2 separate regions of the Hordeum vulgare genome follow, and region 2 is linked to region 1. The links are chromatin contacts, called in public Hi-C maps. All regions are on one chromosome and are shown on one strand. Each heading gives the region's core, a stretch centred on a gene start, on an enhancer-like site or on the middle of the called end of the contact. The rest is flanking DNA. Distances are from core to core; before and after follow the strand shown. Region 1 holds the start of LOC123449699 (pentatricopeptide repeat-containing protein At1g76280). Region 2 holds the start of LOC123449700.

The links. A called contact is a pair of places that touch in the nucleus more often than the background predicts.
Region 2: a Hi-C map of leaf shows a contact between it and region 1, with 7 times the contacts expected there. The contact joins the promoter of LOC123449700 here to the promoter of LOC123449699 in region 1. A contact is called at or near these places in 5 of 6 Hi-C or Micro-C datasets (leaf and seedling) and 1 of 1 datasets of contacts at active chromatin or transcription factors (embryo).

Annotation. Positions count from the first base shown.
Region 1 is chr4H:579,471,753-579,475,788 of MorexV3_pseudomolecules_assembly, forward strand. It overlaps LOC123449699 (pentatricopeptide repeat-containing protein At1g76280), which reads right to left and starts at 1,850. Exons shown (of 13, transcript XM_045127009.1): 1 at 1,643-1,850; 2 at 1,091-1,284; 3 at 887-994. The coding sequence starts at 1,835.
Region 2 is chr4H:579,669,365-579,673,400 of MorexV3_pseudomolecules_assembly, forward strand. It overlaps LOC123449700, which reads left to right and starts at 1,944. Exons shown (of 6, transcript XM_045127010.1): 1 at 1,944-2,206; 2 at 2,321-2,511; 3 at 2,628-2,673; 4 at 3,307-3,389; 5 at 3,477-3,593. The coding sequence starts at 1,993.

The sequences.
Region 1 (4,036 bases), core at 600-3,099:
GGCATTATTCAATAAGCAGGTAAACATATAACATAAGAGCAGAAGTGCAAGAAGAACTGCAAAGAGCATGTTAAAAAGAAACCAAAGATTAACGAAACAACATATTTTTCATCAAAAGGGTTCATATAAAAGATTAAACACAATAACAGATTACTTGCAGAAGGTACAACTTACTGTCCGGTTCCCTCTCCTACAACTATACTATATACAAACAATGAAAAAATCCACTTTGGCCCTGCTTTTCGTCTTCAACCTTCAAAACCTTCTAAAGGTGGGCTCTCAACTTCCAAGTTATACCAGCCACCTGACCCCCTTACAACATTTTGGAGCACTTTTAGATGACATGGATGCACTGCCGGATCGGTTAAGACCACCGCCTGGTCATACGAAAACAATGATTCCAGACAGTGACTCAGTGAGCGCTAAGGTTTACTTCTAGATGGTTTTGGAGTTTCAGCGTGGAAAGCAAATGACCGCCAAAGTTCAAGGTCTGCAAGTTAAGTTTTTTCTCTACAAACAATGGCTGCAGAGCCTGTCATGAGCGAGCATGAAAATATTTGTGGGGCTATTTAGGGTAAGGCATGAAATAATATAACCATTCATCAAGTACCCTTAAAAAAGGCCTTGTCTAATATTGAAGCTTCATTTTGTACAAAAGGATGAATACATCGGTATTGCATTTTGACTAGCTGGGAGCACTAAGAAATGGAAAGTTGGACAGCTTACAAAGAAGAAACAGTAAATTGGATGGTTCAAGTGTATATTAGTATATTACTACTACTGACCCTCTATTTGCAGCAGTTTCGAAACTGTATTTATATGATTGAACTCTCAAACAAGTTACAATGGCAAAAACTTCATTCGGTATATAAGAAATATCGCATACCTCCTTCGAATACCCTCCTTGGCTGAGTGCTCGAGTGACAGATCTGTAATGGCTTTTACTAATATCTATGCCCTTCACGTTCATGAGCTCCAATGTCTCCATAACAAACTATGCATATTGGAAAAAAATCAAAATGAGTACTAATCAAAATGACTATATTAAACTCCGTGCTCTAGGTAAAATATGGATCGACAGTAGATTTACCAAAGGATCGGGTGCTTCTGCACAGTACTCCAGTATATAAGAAAAATCTTCTGAAGTTAACGCTTCTTTGGTTTGTTGAAGATTCGAGAGCATAATGGATGCTCGCTGCCGATCACCTTTACGAAGAGCATTCACGATATCGGTTTGCATGAATCTCGAAGCCATACTAGTCTTCCACGTAAAATCATGATGCTCTGAAGTCACCAAAACATTGGTTAGTGGTTACACGCTGACACAAGGAACTACCTGCCTTACAGTACACAATCGGCGGGTATAATTCGAAATGGAGCATTTCATAATCAATTCAGCAACCATGGAGTGTCGAATTGGTGTGCCGATATATTTTCAAGTGGAGGTAAACCAGAGTCTACTGTCGGCTCACTGGCCTGAATTTGATCTGGTTTTAAAATACAGGGGTCCAGCCAACTATTTCTGTCGAGTGATAGCTTGCACGACTACTAGTATAGGGTCATCTAGGACCAACCTCACGGAATGAACCTAGCAATATGTCGATGGATTTGATTACCAGTCTAGCAAATCATGGATCCTTACCTAGAGAAGTGGAAATCATCCGAGCCCTGACGCCAGCCCAGAGGAGAGGCAGGCGATGGTGGCGGCTGGGAGGGAAGAATGGTTCGTCCCACGGAGGAAGGCATTGCTGGTTCTGGGAGCGAGACACGGACGGGGCTGCCGGCGGCGGGACGAGCGGCGCGGCGCGGCGGCCCGCCTGCCGGAGAGGCGACATGGGGACGTGATTCAGAGGCTCGATGCCGGGAGTGCTGGGGCCTGGACGTGGAGGAGGCAGGGGAGGTATAGGGCGCCGCACACGGAGACGTCGCCGGCGAGGCCGCGCCGGCGCGCACGGGCGTCACGGTGGACGGCCCCGCCCCAGCGCGGCGGACCCGACGACGGGAGGCAGTGAGTTCGGGGAGAGGAAGCCGCTCCGCTCGTGGGGGTGGTGCGGTGGAGGGCGGTGAGGCGGAGCAGTGAGCTCGGAGGCCGTGCGCGGAGAAGGTGAGCGGGAATGGTGGAGGACGTGCGGCACTGCGGCGGCGCTGGGAGGTCGGGAGAGATGCGAGGAGAGAGAGAGAGAGAGCGCTTTGGCATGGGCAGCCCGGTCTGACGGCCCAAGCCCAAAGCCCGACGGTGCGGGGGAGCTCGGCTCCAGTTTACGGCCTGAAAGGCTGATCAAAGCCCAAACTACCTAAAAATATACGAGAACACTTAAAAACAACCAACTGATTATTCACGAGCGTAAGCCGCCTCCAACATCCCGCCACGCGTTCCTCTTTGCTCGCTCATTCATTAGCATTTTATTTTCCTTATTTCTTCCTTCAGAAGCTGGACAACTCGTTCCTTTTCCTTCGTTTCTTCTTCTCTCACCACGTCGCACCACACACTAGTGCCAACGCCCGTCGTCGTTGCCTCACGCCGTTGCACCGCTGCTGCAAACAGCCATCACCATTGCAAGTCGGGTTCCCAAGGGACGGTGTTTTGCCGCAATCCATTTGCCGCTCACCCCGTGCTGCTATAGGCTAAGTTGGGAGGACGTTGCTCCCATGACCGACGGCGGAGCTGCGTTGCAGCACGCGATGCACGACGAGGTTGCTACCATGACCACGGCGGAGCTACGTTGCAACAGGCGATGCGCAACGAGGTTGTTGTCATGCCGACGGTGGAGCTGCGTTGGAGCGGGAGGGGCTACGAGCTGCTACCATGGATGGCGGTAGACTTATGCTGCGGCACGTGATGCTGCTACACGGGGACGATGAAACTGCGTTGCATCAGGAGAGAACTATGATTGCTACCATGGACGACGGCGGAGCTACGGGCGATGCTGCAACGAAGCTTCACCAGGGTGTCAATGAAGCTTTGTTGGGGCATCAATGAAGCTTCGCCGGAGCTACAATGAAGCTTTTCTCGAGTGTCATTGGTGTTGCATCGAAGGTTTCCGTCGCGCTGAGTGTTGCCATGAAGCAGCACCTGGTGTTGCCATGCAGCAGTTTGCTGGCGACACCTTCGGAGTTGTGATGCAGCCGTCGTCGAGGGCTCTTTGGAGGTGCGATGCAACGCTCGACAACGGCTCCGGTGTCGCGAGGTTGCCGGCGCAGGGTGTCGCGAGGGGTAGGAGGTGTTGCGTTTTCTGCATCATTTTCAGAGGTCGCGCGATGTTGATTCACTGATGCACGTGGATAGGATCACAGGAGGAGGACTTTGGATCGAAGACATCCGATGTTGAAAACGCAACATTATGCATCTAAGAAATCATCTGGATGATCCCTAGCATTCGCCAAAATATACTCCCTCCATTCTTAAATATAAGACCTCTTAGTGATTTCACTATAGACTACATTCAGATGTATATAAATATATTTTAGAGTGTAGATTCATTCATTTTGTTCGTATGTAGTCTATAGTGTAATCTCTACAAGATCTTATATTTAGGAACAGAGAGAGTAGGATTTGAGTATAATACATGCATGATGCTGCGTTTTCTACTCCAGTACGGTTACAATAGGGGTGGAGTATAGTGGATTGTTTTTAGTCCTCGTATTCTAGGATTTTTAGGTTGTTCATTGTCTTGGTTTTGACAGCGACGATGACGACGCAGAATAAAGATTCTTCGCATCCTTTCGTGACGAGGTCATCGGTCATATGGTTGGGGATGGATTTGGAAACCAGTTTGTTCAAGCAAGGATGGCGTGGCGGCAGCGACGTCCTCGTGGTGGACCTGTGTCCTTGGACTTCACCATTGCGACAGCATTTGCTCCAGCGTCGGTGGGGAGCTTGGGAGGTAGTCCAGGAGCGGATGCAGATTGTGTTCTGCATCGGCGACATCCGGAAGGCAAAACGTGTGTTGGGTTCGTGGTGCGTGGTGCGTGGATGGCAAGTATGGTTTCCTCCTTGGGCGTCTTAGTCATGGTGAGGTGTCAAATCTGGAGTTTG
Region 2 (4,036 bases), core at 694-3,193, 200 kb after region 1:
ATGCACATTCATTCGGTGATCACGACTTATCAGTGGGGGTCCCCACATATGGGCTCTCATCAAATTGGAAATTGGATTGAGAACAACAGGTCAACCGCTGTCGTCGCTCAGTTTTCACATTCATCGACGTTGTCTGGTCGGATTGATCACTGACCGATCCCAGCCTCCAACTCAACGTGCTTAGCAAATTCTTCGTTCGATTAACTTTGAATCCTACTCCTAATCGCCACTGTATAAGAATGAGGATGTCCAGATAAATAGCAACTAGAAGTTGGATATGTATGACTTTTTTATATGTCCAATTGTCATGTAAGGCATTATATTATATACATTATTACTTTTTCTTTGATATATATATATATACATTACAATTACTAGTTAGTTTTTACGAGATAAGGCCCCAATTTTTAGTTTCGCATAGGGCCCCGAATTTTACCGGCCCGGCCCTCACGAAGTTGCCTATCTCTAGCACTAAAGTTGCCTCTAGTAGAAAGAAAGTTGCTTACGAACGTGATGTGATGTTATGTACCCTTGTTTCAAAGTTGTTCTCTATTACTATTTAGTTGCTTATTGTTGGTCATTAGTTACTTTAATTGGAGCGGAGTTGCTTTTGTTTAAAACTAAAGTTGTCTCGTCTAATATCAAAGTTGCTTTTTGAAAGGTAAAAAAATCATCGAAACATATCCATGTAGGGTTAGTTTTGAAGAGCTCGTCGCGACCTGGCCAGCCAACACCTGCGCGCTGAGTACCTTGGCAGGCAAACTCCCCTAGAAAAGGAAAGCACACAGATCTCATACCATCCATCCCCACATAGTTTTGAAATTTGAAACCATCAATTCATTTCTTAAAGAAATTTCAAATCATGATAAACGACTTAGATCCCACAAAAACTTTTCGATACTATAGACAACTTAGTTCCCTTGATGGACAACTTTTATAGTACTGTAGGTAATTAAGGATCACTCGTAGACAACTTCGTAGTGACGTAGTCAACTTGATTTCTAGGGTAGACAACTTATATTAGAAGCCAGGTTCGACAAGTTTCCACTCTACGGTAAGCCGGTTACAATGTATGAAAGGCAACTAAACAATCTACAACTTAGTTTCCGATGTATAGAATTTATAAATCATGGTAACTACCTATAACACTGCTACACACATTAAGCAAATTTACTTATACACATGGTCCGATTCATCTAGCTTAAATTGCTCATGTTTAGAACTAAAGTTGCCTAATCTAGCATCAAAGTTGCTATTAAAAAAAATGATTAAAACGTATTCATATGGGATCTAATTTTTAAAAAGCTCATCACGAGAAGCCAAGCGGTAAAAATAATTCTTCATTCTTACACTCGGTTCAAAAGTTATACATTTTTTAAATAAAATGGATAAAAGACGCAGAGACGCATGCTATCCACATGCACGCGGCGCGGTCTGAGACACACCCACCATTTGTTCACTTGTGTCAAATAGTCGAGTACATGCACTAGTCTTCGTCGAATAGTGCAGCTGCATTTTAAGCATTTGGGTCATTCTTTTCGGGATAATAATCAGATAATAGTGTGATTTAGACAGGAAGTAGAGACGGCGAAGCAAGGCCTGGCCGTGGCCGGGTGCGTGAGGCTCCGAGCTTCCTCGAGCCGAGCACCTCGGAGTCGGGCAGCACCGTATGTGGACACAGGAGGCACGTACGCGCCCGAAGAAAAAGATGACAGCCAATCTCCACTTCATCAGTCATCAGCGAAGAAAAAAGAAGAAGAAGAAGAAAACGATGGTCACAGTTCCCACGGCCCCACGTTCCAGCAGTCGAGATTCCTCTCCTGGCCCACCCGACGGTAGGGCCGACCCGACCCGGACCCCTACCCATCCCCGACTGCATCTTATCCGTCCAAATGAGAGCGAGGAAAGATCCATCCAACACTAAATTCCCCGCCGCTCCCCCCACCACACACGAGCTGAAAGCGGCGAGGCCCGCGTGGAAGCAGCCGGCCGATGCCCCCAATGGCAGCGTCCCTCCGCTCCCCGCCGCCCGTGCCCGCCGCCGCCGCCGCCTTCCGCCGCTCCCGCGCCGCCGTCGTCGTCTGCGCCTCCTCCTCTTCCTCCTCGTCCTCCTCCTCCCCCTCGACCGTGTCGTCCGCTCCCAAGGCGCGCTTCGTCGCCCGCCGCTCCGAGTCCACCTCCGTCCAGCAGCTCGCCCGCCCCCTCGGTAACGCCCACCCTCACCCCCGACCTCACCCCACCTCACCTCCCCCCAGCGATCTCCTGAGTCCTGACACGTTACTGTCTGTCTATCTGTCTGTCTGCATATGTATGCATGCAGCGGAGTACATGGGCCTGCCGGCGAGCCAGTACTCGGTGCTGGACGCGGAGCGCATCGAGCGCGTCGACGAGTCCACCTTCCGATGCTACGTCTACCGCTTCCGCTTCTTCGCGCTCGAGGTCTGCCCCGTCCTCCTCGTCCGCGTCGACGAGGAGCCCAACGGCTGCTGCATCCGCCTCCTCTCCTGCAAGGCAAGCATCAGGCACCCCTGCAGTAACTAGCTACTCACTTCTCCACCAATTAATGGCGGATGATGTGTCTCGTGTCTGCAACCTAGCAAACGCTGAAAAATGTTTCGGTTGTGCAGCTGGAGGGGTCGCCCCTTGTGGAGGCGCAGAATGACAAATTCTCCGGTGAGGTTGTCTGCCTCTTCATGTTTGTATCGTCTTTCCGTTGCTGGACCAGATACCTGACAGATTGCCTAGCCTGCTAGGCTGGAGCTGCCTGATACTAATTCCGTTACTGTCTCAATGGCACTGCATGTAATTTTAGATCACGGTGATGAGATCAATTCCTCAAAGAAGCATTGGAATTCAGTTGATTCGGATGCCAGACAGCATGGTTTACGCTTATCGTGTGGATTGTGAAATATCATTGCATTTTACTGGACGAGTAAACTACAAAGGGGTGACAAAAAAGAAGCCCGCATGAATCAGAATGATGCATACAACATTTTCGTTTTCTGTGCTTGTCACTGTTCATTTTCAGTTGCCGTGATCACTGTTTTTCTTGTGTTGTTTGCTCTTTGCACTTATCTAACTGAATACATCCAAAAAAGGAGACTCAATAGTTTGTATGCACAATCCATACAGTAAAAATAATTAGAGGGACATTCTTTTGTCAGACTCAATGGCACATTGGGGTTGCATGATCCACTCTATGTCAGCTTAATACGTGTGATTGTGTAGTTGTATTTTGCATTTCGTAAATTGAATATTTAATTGTTGTTCCCGAAAATCATTGAGATGATTTTCTGTCGGATGCAGCTTCCATGGTGAATAGGGTTTTCTGCAACAACAATTCAGATGACTCGACGCTTCAACAGCTTACATCGGATGCTACAATCGAGGTAATTCAGTCTCTGTCTCTCAGCTGACTTCACCCAAGCATCACTGAAAGTTCTTGGGCTGAACCATATTTGTATGATAATTTTCAGGTTGCAATTGACATTCCCTTTCCGTTTCAAGCACTACCAGTTGAAGCTATTGAATCAAGTGGCAGGCAAGTGCTTGAGCAGTTACTCCGAGTCATGCTTCCACGATTTCTGAAGCAGGTCAGTAACATAGTGCTTTGCCTTTTCCCTATGGCAGCCTTTTTTTTAGTCCATTTTTTATCACTTCAGCCTGCATTTTTAATTTCTTCAATGCACTGTGTTTGAAGAGAAAAAGTCTTCAATGTACTGACTCATTTCCCCCCATTACAACCTCATATAATTTTGTGATAGAGTAAGCTCAAGAATATGTCGTTCTACTTCTATGCAAGTAACAAAGTAATGGTGTATCAAGTTCAGAAGATTGTTTTCTGGAAATCAAAGTCTCCTTCATTTCATTAGAGTGAAATGAGCCATTGGTCCATTGACTCAAACTGATCCTTGTACTTGTATATGTAGATCTATTTTGATTAGTTTTATTTCAAGAGCACACAGAATACTTGCGCACACTTGCATATATATAAAGAAAAAAAATACAAGGATTCATGCCCACACCTTGGCGATAC